2 separate regions of the Sus scrofa genome follow, and region 1 is linked to region 2. The links are chromatin contacts, called in public HiChIP or PLAC-seq maps. All regions are on one chromosome and are shown on one strand. The core of a region is the stretch at or near the end of the contact, and the rest is flanking DNA. Distances in the headings are between cores, read along the strand shown.

Region 1 (4,007 bases), core at 976-3,475, 210 kb before region 2:
CATAAAAACAAGCACACAAATATGCTATTTTTCTTACCATCTGAATGAATATTTCCACACAACAGCAGCATGAGAGGGAGATAAAAATTTCAGTTGTTGATTTTTGCAACAGAAACCTACCCTGAGCAAATTTAGAAACCCTAATCGAAATGAGTATAAATTTTCTATTTTAACAGACAATATAACAAAATCCCATCCTGAAGGGCAGATATATACATATTTACCCTTGGAAAACCCAGGGAAAGAATAATAGTGACAAACCAGGATTATACGGAATGTAAGGCACAGTACCATAACTACTCCACGTGCTTCTTATCTTTATAATTAAATCATTATATCCAGAAATACAATTTGCACTGGTTCGAACAGGTAAATACCAAACAAAAAAGGTACAGTCAATAAGGAGAAGTCAAAGACTAAATTGACTCTCAAGTTGACATGCTGAGACTTACTGAATAAAAGCTCTAGTTAAAGGTGCTGTGACAATATGCTGATAAGCCCTTACCATATTCTTAACTTCCAGTAAAAAAGATTTCATGAACATCAATAAAAACTGTACTGTAGACTAATCTTCTACATGTATTTCTACATTTGTTTCAACTAATCATGAAAGGATTAAAATCAGTTTTGTTTTTATAAAAAGACAATAAAATTTGCATGAACCCAGTATAATGGAGGCAAAGATTTTAGTGTCCACATACATATTCATGAAAGCATAAAGATATGGCATAGGTCAAAAAAAAATGCATATACATGGGAATATATATATATATATATATATATATATGCCCCCATATATACGTGTGTGTGTGTATACATACACCACGCCTTTTAAGAATAAGACTCAGAACACTCTTATTATGACAGACACAAAGGGTCTCCCTGAGAGGAGGAGAAGACTGTAGGGAAGACAGCTTAGCAGGAAAAGCATGTGATTCAAGTAATCTGACTAAACAATGACTTTTAGGAGTTCCTGCCATGGTGCAGCGGAAACGAATCTGACTAGGAACCATGAAGTTGTGGGTTCGATTCCTGGCCTCACTCAGTGGGTTAAGGATCTGGCATTGCCATGAGCTGTGGTGCATGTCACAGACGCTGCTCAGATCTGGCGTTGCTGTGGCTGTGGTGTAGGCTGGCAGCTATAGCTCCATCTGGACCCCTAGCCTGGGAACCTCCATATGCTGTGGATGCGGCTCTAAAAAGACAAAAAAAAAAAAAAAAAAAAAAAAAAACAATGATTTTTAAACAGGTTTCTTTAAGATAATTATGTCAAATATATTAAAAATACATTAAGTACTTACCACTCCACTACATGACTTGGTTCTCAGATCTATTTTGACCATGCCAAACCCTAGACACACACATAAAAACACAGTAATGTACAAAATGTAACATGCACTCTAGTCTTTGCAACTTAGAAATTATGAAAATACTCCACAGTACATTTTATATGGAAAATACACAGTATTCTCACTAAGTGGGAGTTCCACAAGAAACTGAATTATAACAAAATAAGTATAATTTTTAAGTCCCTCAAAATACTAAAGGCATATTTTTGAAATGAGTTAAAAAACAAATGGATGAAAGGAACATATACTATTTTAAGAATCAAAATTAAGAGAAATTATGTAGACATATACACAAGCTTTAAATATAAAAATACACAATTAACATTATTAGTAAATAAAAAATCAAATGAGTACAACACGAAAAATTAAAAATTTAAACACCAAAGATAAATGTCTATTTGGTTTCAAACACTCTATGTTCCTCCAAAGAAGTCAAAAGCTGTATCTTCACTCAAATAATGAAAGCACTGTCATTATTTGGAGGAGCAAAAATATGTCCCCTACTTTAACTGTCCCCAGGGCCTAGCAAAAGGCCCTAGCAAAATATTGCAGATTTATATTATTTCACCCAAAAGATAATATAAAATACGCAAATGTGCTTATGTACACAATGGTTTTTAATGCTTGAGGGCCTCTAACTCTAAAAAAAAAAGAGATCTAGTAATCTGCTAATAGTTATCCCCTTAAATCTTATGAAATAGATTAATGTTGACTTAACCTCATTTTATCAAGTACAGTATCTCCCATATAGCTTAATATATACAGTATTAATGCTTACCCAAATTGGTAATTTACAATAGCACACTTACCATATCCTTTGTTGAAGACATCCTTGGCAGCCTTTCCTAGATCACAGTAAGTTGGTGTGTTACACATATCTTAAAAAAAAAATGAGGACAAAGGAATGAAAATAACCATTTTGCATTTATTCTGTGTTCAACTGTTTGGTCCTGTGAAAAGAGGTATACATTTTTTTCTTCCTCTGCATCGTTAATGCTTATACCCTAATGCAGCAAGGTTAAGAGAAAGCATTCTGCTCCTTTAAAAAGAGCTTTCCAGAACACTGGAGAATAAAAGGGTTTTTTCATGAGACTCACAGAGGTCATCTTTCTGACCTCTTTCCAAGAAAAGAAATTTCTCACAGGCTGAAGGAGACGCTTTTTTAAAACTATATTTTTACTTTTTAAAAATGCAAAAACTTACATTAGAAAAGTATTTCTTGGGCTGTTATAAAGCCAAAGAGCTGTATAAGATGACAAGGTAAATTTTCTGAGGAACTGAAAAAGAGATGCAATTTAAAATCTTCAGGGTTAACATTTTGGCTACTCTGAAATTCAGTCCTTAAACTAAGAATAAGTGAAATACACCCATCCAGAATATGCCCTCTCTCAAAGCTCTTAAAATAAAGTATTATAATCTTACCTATTAGCCAGAAATAGGCTAGATTCTACCTGAAGTAATCGGCTTAACAAAAATCAGTGTATACTCTCAAGTTAAAGCCTTCAAAAACCCAAGGTGCTTGCTTGATCTTTCACCCTGTCTACTTACTATTCAGACAGCCTTTCTGCTGCCAATATGACCCTCACATCAAAATCTTCAGGCCTATCGACACTGCTGCTTCCTTTGCCCTCTTTGCAGAACAGGAAATCTCCTCCTACAGTATCCTCAAAAGCCATGTCTAACCAACTGTAGAACTGCTTCAAGCAACCCCATTACTACTCCCCATTACTCTAGAAAAATCTAGAGCACCAGCTAGCCCTTGCTATTGCTATGCCTGGAGCAAATACACATTCAATCTGCTATTTATTTATATTTAGCCTAGCTCTTAATCTGGCCCTCTGCTAAGTTTCTGTCCCATCCCAACACACCTGAACACAACACACACTTTATGGTACCTCCTTTTTTTTTTTTTTTTTTTTGGTCTTTTTAGGGCCTCACCCTTGGCATATGAAGTTCCCAGGCCAGGGGTCTAATCGGAGCTACAGCTGCTGGCCTACATCACAGCCACAGCAACGCAGGATCCAAGCCACCTCTGTAACCTACACTACAGCTCAGGGCCATGCTGGATCCTTAACCCACCGAGCGAGGTCAGGGATCAAACCTGTATCCTCATGGATACTAGTTGGGTTCATTACCACTGAGCCACGATGGGAACCCCTATGGTGTACTTCTTAATTGTGAATCCATTTAAAATTTCTTTCTTAACTTAGACCTGTCAAATACGATAGACAGTATGATATAGTATAAAAATACATACAAAGTTAAGAGGAAAGCGTATAGAAAAGATAAAAGAAGATAAATGTACTGAGTCATAGCATAATAAAACTTTGGTTTAAACCACAAGGTTTCATAGTTCAGGTCCAGAGAAATTAATTTACAATTCACTCCCTTGTGTTCAAATAATCAATTCTAGACTTTTTACACCCTGCCAATTGCAATCTGATAGTATTCTTTATGATCACAACTGACGCAGGTATCTGTTGAAATTGTGTCAGAAGTCTATAGGTTGGGAGATAAGCAGAGAAAAGCAGGCACTATATATTCAAACAGAAACGTTAAAAAACAAAACTAGACTGTAAAGCCTTAATCTATTGACAAGAGAAAAGATACACTTAAATGTTTAGAAACATCATCTAGGAACCAATTACAATCTTTCTT
Region 2 (4,123 bases), core at 41-2,540:
TCTTGGGCAGGTGATGGGGGGAGGGGGGGACCAAAATAAGGAAAAGAATGCACCAGTTTCTCTTAGAAGCCATAGGCTCCAGGCTCTCTCTGGATGGCTCTGTCAGTGATGACAGTGGTGGTGTCAGGAGAGGACAGCACATGCTCATTGCCCCCTCGATGCTTCTAGGTTCTCCCAACAAGGTGGTGAGGGTGGCCTTCCCACCCCATTCTACTGGTTAGGAAGCAAGCTCTCAGATGTCACGTGACTTGCCCACGCTGGCTGGGTTTGGGAATAGAGCTAAGGCCTGACCCATCATTTGACTCCAGGGCCTGTGCAAGGACAGGCTGTGAACAATCCTGCCTTTCTCTCAGAAGCCAGTTAACCCAGGGGAACAGGCTTAGGGATACGGGGTGGAGACAGAAAGACATTCAGCTTGGCCCACTTTCCTAAGAAATGAAACTTGAGAAATTGTCTGAAAATAGGCTGTTATTAATCGGTTCCTGAGAACCCACAGATCAGCCAAACTCAGGGAATATAGAGTTTAATCGGGCAGGTAAGACACCAGCTCCCAGTAATCTCACAGCCAAGGTCACAAATGGCATGACTTCGGGAGCCATATTATCAGGCTGGCTCAGAGCCTGCTGGACTGGAGTTTTAGGGAAGAGGCAGGATTTCACTCTAGCCTTGAAGGAGGGTTGAGGTTGAGGAGATGGGAAAGCAATGAGGAAATAGTTCCCAGGAGAATTGCAATGCCCTGTTCTTTCTTTTTTCTTTTTTTTACTTTCTTTTTTCTTTTTATGACCACACCCGGCATGTGGAAGTTCCCAGGCTAGGGGTCAAATCAGAGCTACAGCTGAGGTCTGTGCCACAGCCACCACAACACTGAGTCAGAGGCGCATCTGTGACCCACACAGCTTGTGGCAACACCAGATCCTTAACCCACTGAGCGAGGCGGGGATCAAACCCGCATCCTCATGGAGACTATGTTGTGTTCTTAAACTGTTGAGCCACAATGAGAACTCCCGCCTCATTATTTCTCAAGCCAGCAAGTGGCTACAGAAAGAAACTAGAGGTGGTGACGCATAGCAGAAAGACCCTGGTTTGGGGGTCAGACAGATCTGGGTTCAGGTGCCTCTCTGAAGCTGGGAGCTGTGAGGGTTAAAGAGAGCCTCTGCCCAGTGCTCGGTGGGTCCTGTGACTCACTGCAGGCCAGCTGTGGATTTATTGCCGTGGAGGCTGTTCTGTGGTTCTATAGGAGGACACACCAGGCAAAACACTAAGACAGGGCTCGGGGAGGTTGCCCCAGGTCTGACCCCCTGCTCTGCCCTTTCCTCACCCAGTCACCTGCGGCCTGAGACAGTACAAGGAGCCCCAGTTCCGCATCAAAGGAGGCCTCTATGCTGACATCACCTCGCACCCATGGCAGGCTGCCATCTTCGTCAAGAACCGGAGGTCCCCAGGAGAGAGGTTTCTGTGTGGGGGGATCCTGATCAGCTCCTGCTGGGTGCTGTCAGCTGCTCACTGCTTCCAGAGAGGTAGGGAGGGAACCCAGGTGGGCCATCCTCCTCCCTAAGACCTTGGACCAGGCCCGGTGGGGAGGAGCATCCTAAGGCCGTCTCTCTGCCAGGTTCCCTCCCCACCACGTCAGGGTGGTCTTGGGCAGAACGTATAGGCTGGTCCCTGGAGAGGAGGAGCAGGCGTTTGAAGTGGAAAAATACATCGTCCACAAGGAATTTAATGACGACACTTACGACAATGACATTGGTAAGGGGTGGGGAATCCGGATGGCCCAGCTCCGAGGGCCATCACACCTTCTTCCAGACCCCCCCCCCACACACCCCACCCCACTTCCCCATCCCATCCCCCCACCCCGCCCACCCCAGACAAAGCTCACCCTTCCCCGCCCCTCTCCCTCCAGCTCTGCTGCAGCTGAAATCAGACTCGCTGACCTGCGCCCAGGAAAGTGATGCGGTCCGAACCGTCTGCCTCCCGGAGGCCACCTGCAGCTGCCCGATTGGACGGAGTGCGAGCTGTCCGGCTACGGCAAGCATGAAGCCTGTGAGTGTGAGGAAGTGGAGGCCCCATCCTGTCTGTTTTGGGGTGGCCTGGCGAGCGGGGGTACTGACCAGATAGAGGAGAAAGGGGTCCCCTGAGAGTGTCCAGCCTGGGGTCAGGCCCTGCTGCGATGACAGTGGAGGGAGGGCAAGTTCCTGCCCCCAGGGAGGCCCCACCCTCCTGGCCTCTCAGAGGAGCCATGCAGGTTAAGAGGAGTCTGAATAGCACGAGTGCTTTGAGAGCTTAAGGTTTCCAGGAGATCCTTTTTTGCTTTTTAGGGCCACACTCGAGGCATATGGAGGTTCCCAAGCTAAGGGTCCAATTGGAGCTGTAGCTGCCGGCTTACACCACAGTCACAGCAATGCCAGATCTGAGCTGCATCTGTGACCTACACCACAGCTCATGGCAACGCCAGATCCTTAACCCACTGAGTGAAGCCAGGGATCCAAACCACAACCTCATGGTTCCTAGTCAGATTCGTTTCCGCTGCGCCACATGGGAACTCCCAAGAGATTCTGATAGGAAGTGGAGAGAGATGGAGTTCCCGTTGTGGCTCAGTGGGTTACGAACCCCAACTGATATCCATGAGGACACAGGTTCCATCCCTGGCATTGCTCAGTGGGTTAAGGATCCAGCGTTGCCATGAGCTGTGGTGTAGGTTGCAGAGGCGGCTTGGATCTGGTGTTGCTGTGGTTCTGGTGTAGGCTGGTGGCTACAACTCCAATTAGACCCCTAGCCTGGGAACCTCCATATGCCATGGGTGTGGCCCTAGAAAAGACAAAAAAGACAAAAAAATAAAAAATAAACATTACCAATTTCATAAGATTCAATTTCATACATGTAACAAATTGATAAATGTTAGCTACTATTGGAAAGTTTGGCTTTCTCCTTCAAAAGGGTTATAAATAACTTTCCCTAAAACCACAAGAAGTCTTTCCTCCTCTCTTTCAGCTTCTCCTTTCTATTCTGAGCGGCTGAAGGAGGCTCATGTCCGGCTGTACCCATCCAGCCGCTGCACTTCAAAACATTTGTTTAATAAAACCATCACCAACAATATGCTGTGTGCCGGGGACACACGAAGTGGTGGGGACAATGCAAACCTGCACGACGCCTGCCAGGTAAACTCAGCGTCTCTCCTATCCCTCGACCCATCCCTTCACTCCTGACCCATCCCTTCACTGCTGCCCCCTGCTCCAAGGGCAAAATGTTCCTCTACCAACAGATTCCAACCAAGAAAAAAAAAGTAAGGAGTTCCTGTTGTGGTTCAGTGGTAATGAACCCGGCTATATCCATGACGATTTGGGTTCCATCCCTGGCTCAGTGGTTAAGGATCTGGCTTTGCCATGAGCTGCAGTGTAGGTCACAGACTTGGCTCAGATCTGACATTGATATGGCTCTGGCGCAGGCCGGCAGCTACAGCTCCAATTGGACCCCTACCCTGGGAACCCCCATATGCTGCAGGTGCAGCCCTAAAAAAAACCCCCAAAAAAAACAAAAAAAGAAAAAAATATATGGCCGGAAAGGAGTGATTCATTTCAGTGAGGTGCTGGGGATTCTAGATGAAGGCCTCAGAGAATAAAGCAATTGGAAAAAGATCAAAGCCATCTAAACTTAAGAAGTCTAAACTGCAGGAAATTTCCCCGAGGTCTGCACCGGAACCTCCACCTGCTACAGGATTTCCTGTAAACCCAGGCAATTACATGACTGTCAAGGTGATGGATAAAGCAACAGATATTAGGACACTCTTTTGGGGTAGGGGGGCTTTTTAGGGCTGCATCTTCACCATATGGAAGTTTCCAGGCTAGGGGTCTAATTGGAGCTGTAGCTGCCGACCTACACCACAGCCACAACAACCCAGGATCCAGGTCTCATCTGTGACCTACACCGCAGCTCACAGCAACACTGGATCCTTAACTCATTGAGCGAGGCCAGGGGTGGAACCTGCATCCTCATGTATCCTTGTCGGGTTTGTTAACAGCTGAACCACGATGGTAACTCCCTCCTTTTTTTCCTTTCTTTTTCTTTTTTCTCCTTCTCTCTCTCTCTCTCTCTCTTTTTTTTTTTTTTTTTTTTGTCTTTTTAGGGC

The links. HiChIP or PLAC-seq counts read pairs in DNA pulled down with a chosen protein or histone mark.
Region 1: a contact with region 2 is called in an H3K27ac HiChIP or PLAC-seq map of alveolar macrophages. The contact joins the promoter of VDAC3 here to the enhancer-like site in region 2. A contact is called at or near these places in 5 of 5 promoter capture datasets (fetal liver, fetal skeletal muscle, liver and 1 more), 29 of 47 Hi-C or Micro-C datasets (adipose tissue, alveolar macrophages, blood and 16 more) and 2 of 2 datasets of contacts at active chromatin or transcription factors (alveolar macrophages and skeletal muscle).

The regions. Positions count from the first base shown.
Region 1 is chr17:11,411,217-11,415,223 of Sscrofa11.1, reverse strand. It overlaps VDAC3 (voltage-dependent anion channel 1 pseudogene 5), which reads right to left and starts at 2,225. Exons shown (of 8, transcript NM_214364.1): 1 at 2,159-2,225; 2 at 1,302-1,351. The coding sequence starts at 2,225.
Region 2 is chr17:11,197,883-11,202,005 of Sscrofa11.1, reverse strand. PLAT (plasminogen activator, tissue type) reads left to right here. Exons shown (of 16, transcript NM_214054.1): 10 at 1,323-1,510; 11 at 1,513-1,517; 12 at 1,610-1,746; 13 at 1,901-1,979; 14 at 1,982-2,040; 15 at 2,989-3,155. Among named protein-coding and RNA genes, the nearest start is that of PLAT, 24 kb to the left of the region's middle. Within about 2 kb of position 1,290, at least 6 of the 83 cell types and tissues checked have an H3K27ac peak or open chromatin away from gene starts, as enhancers often do. A contact at or near this core is called in alveolar macrophages, omental adipose tissue and retroperitoneal adipose tissue, where this site is marked.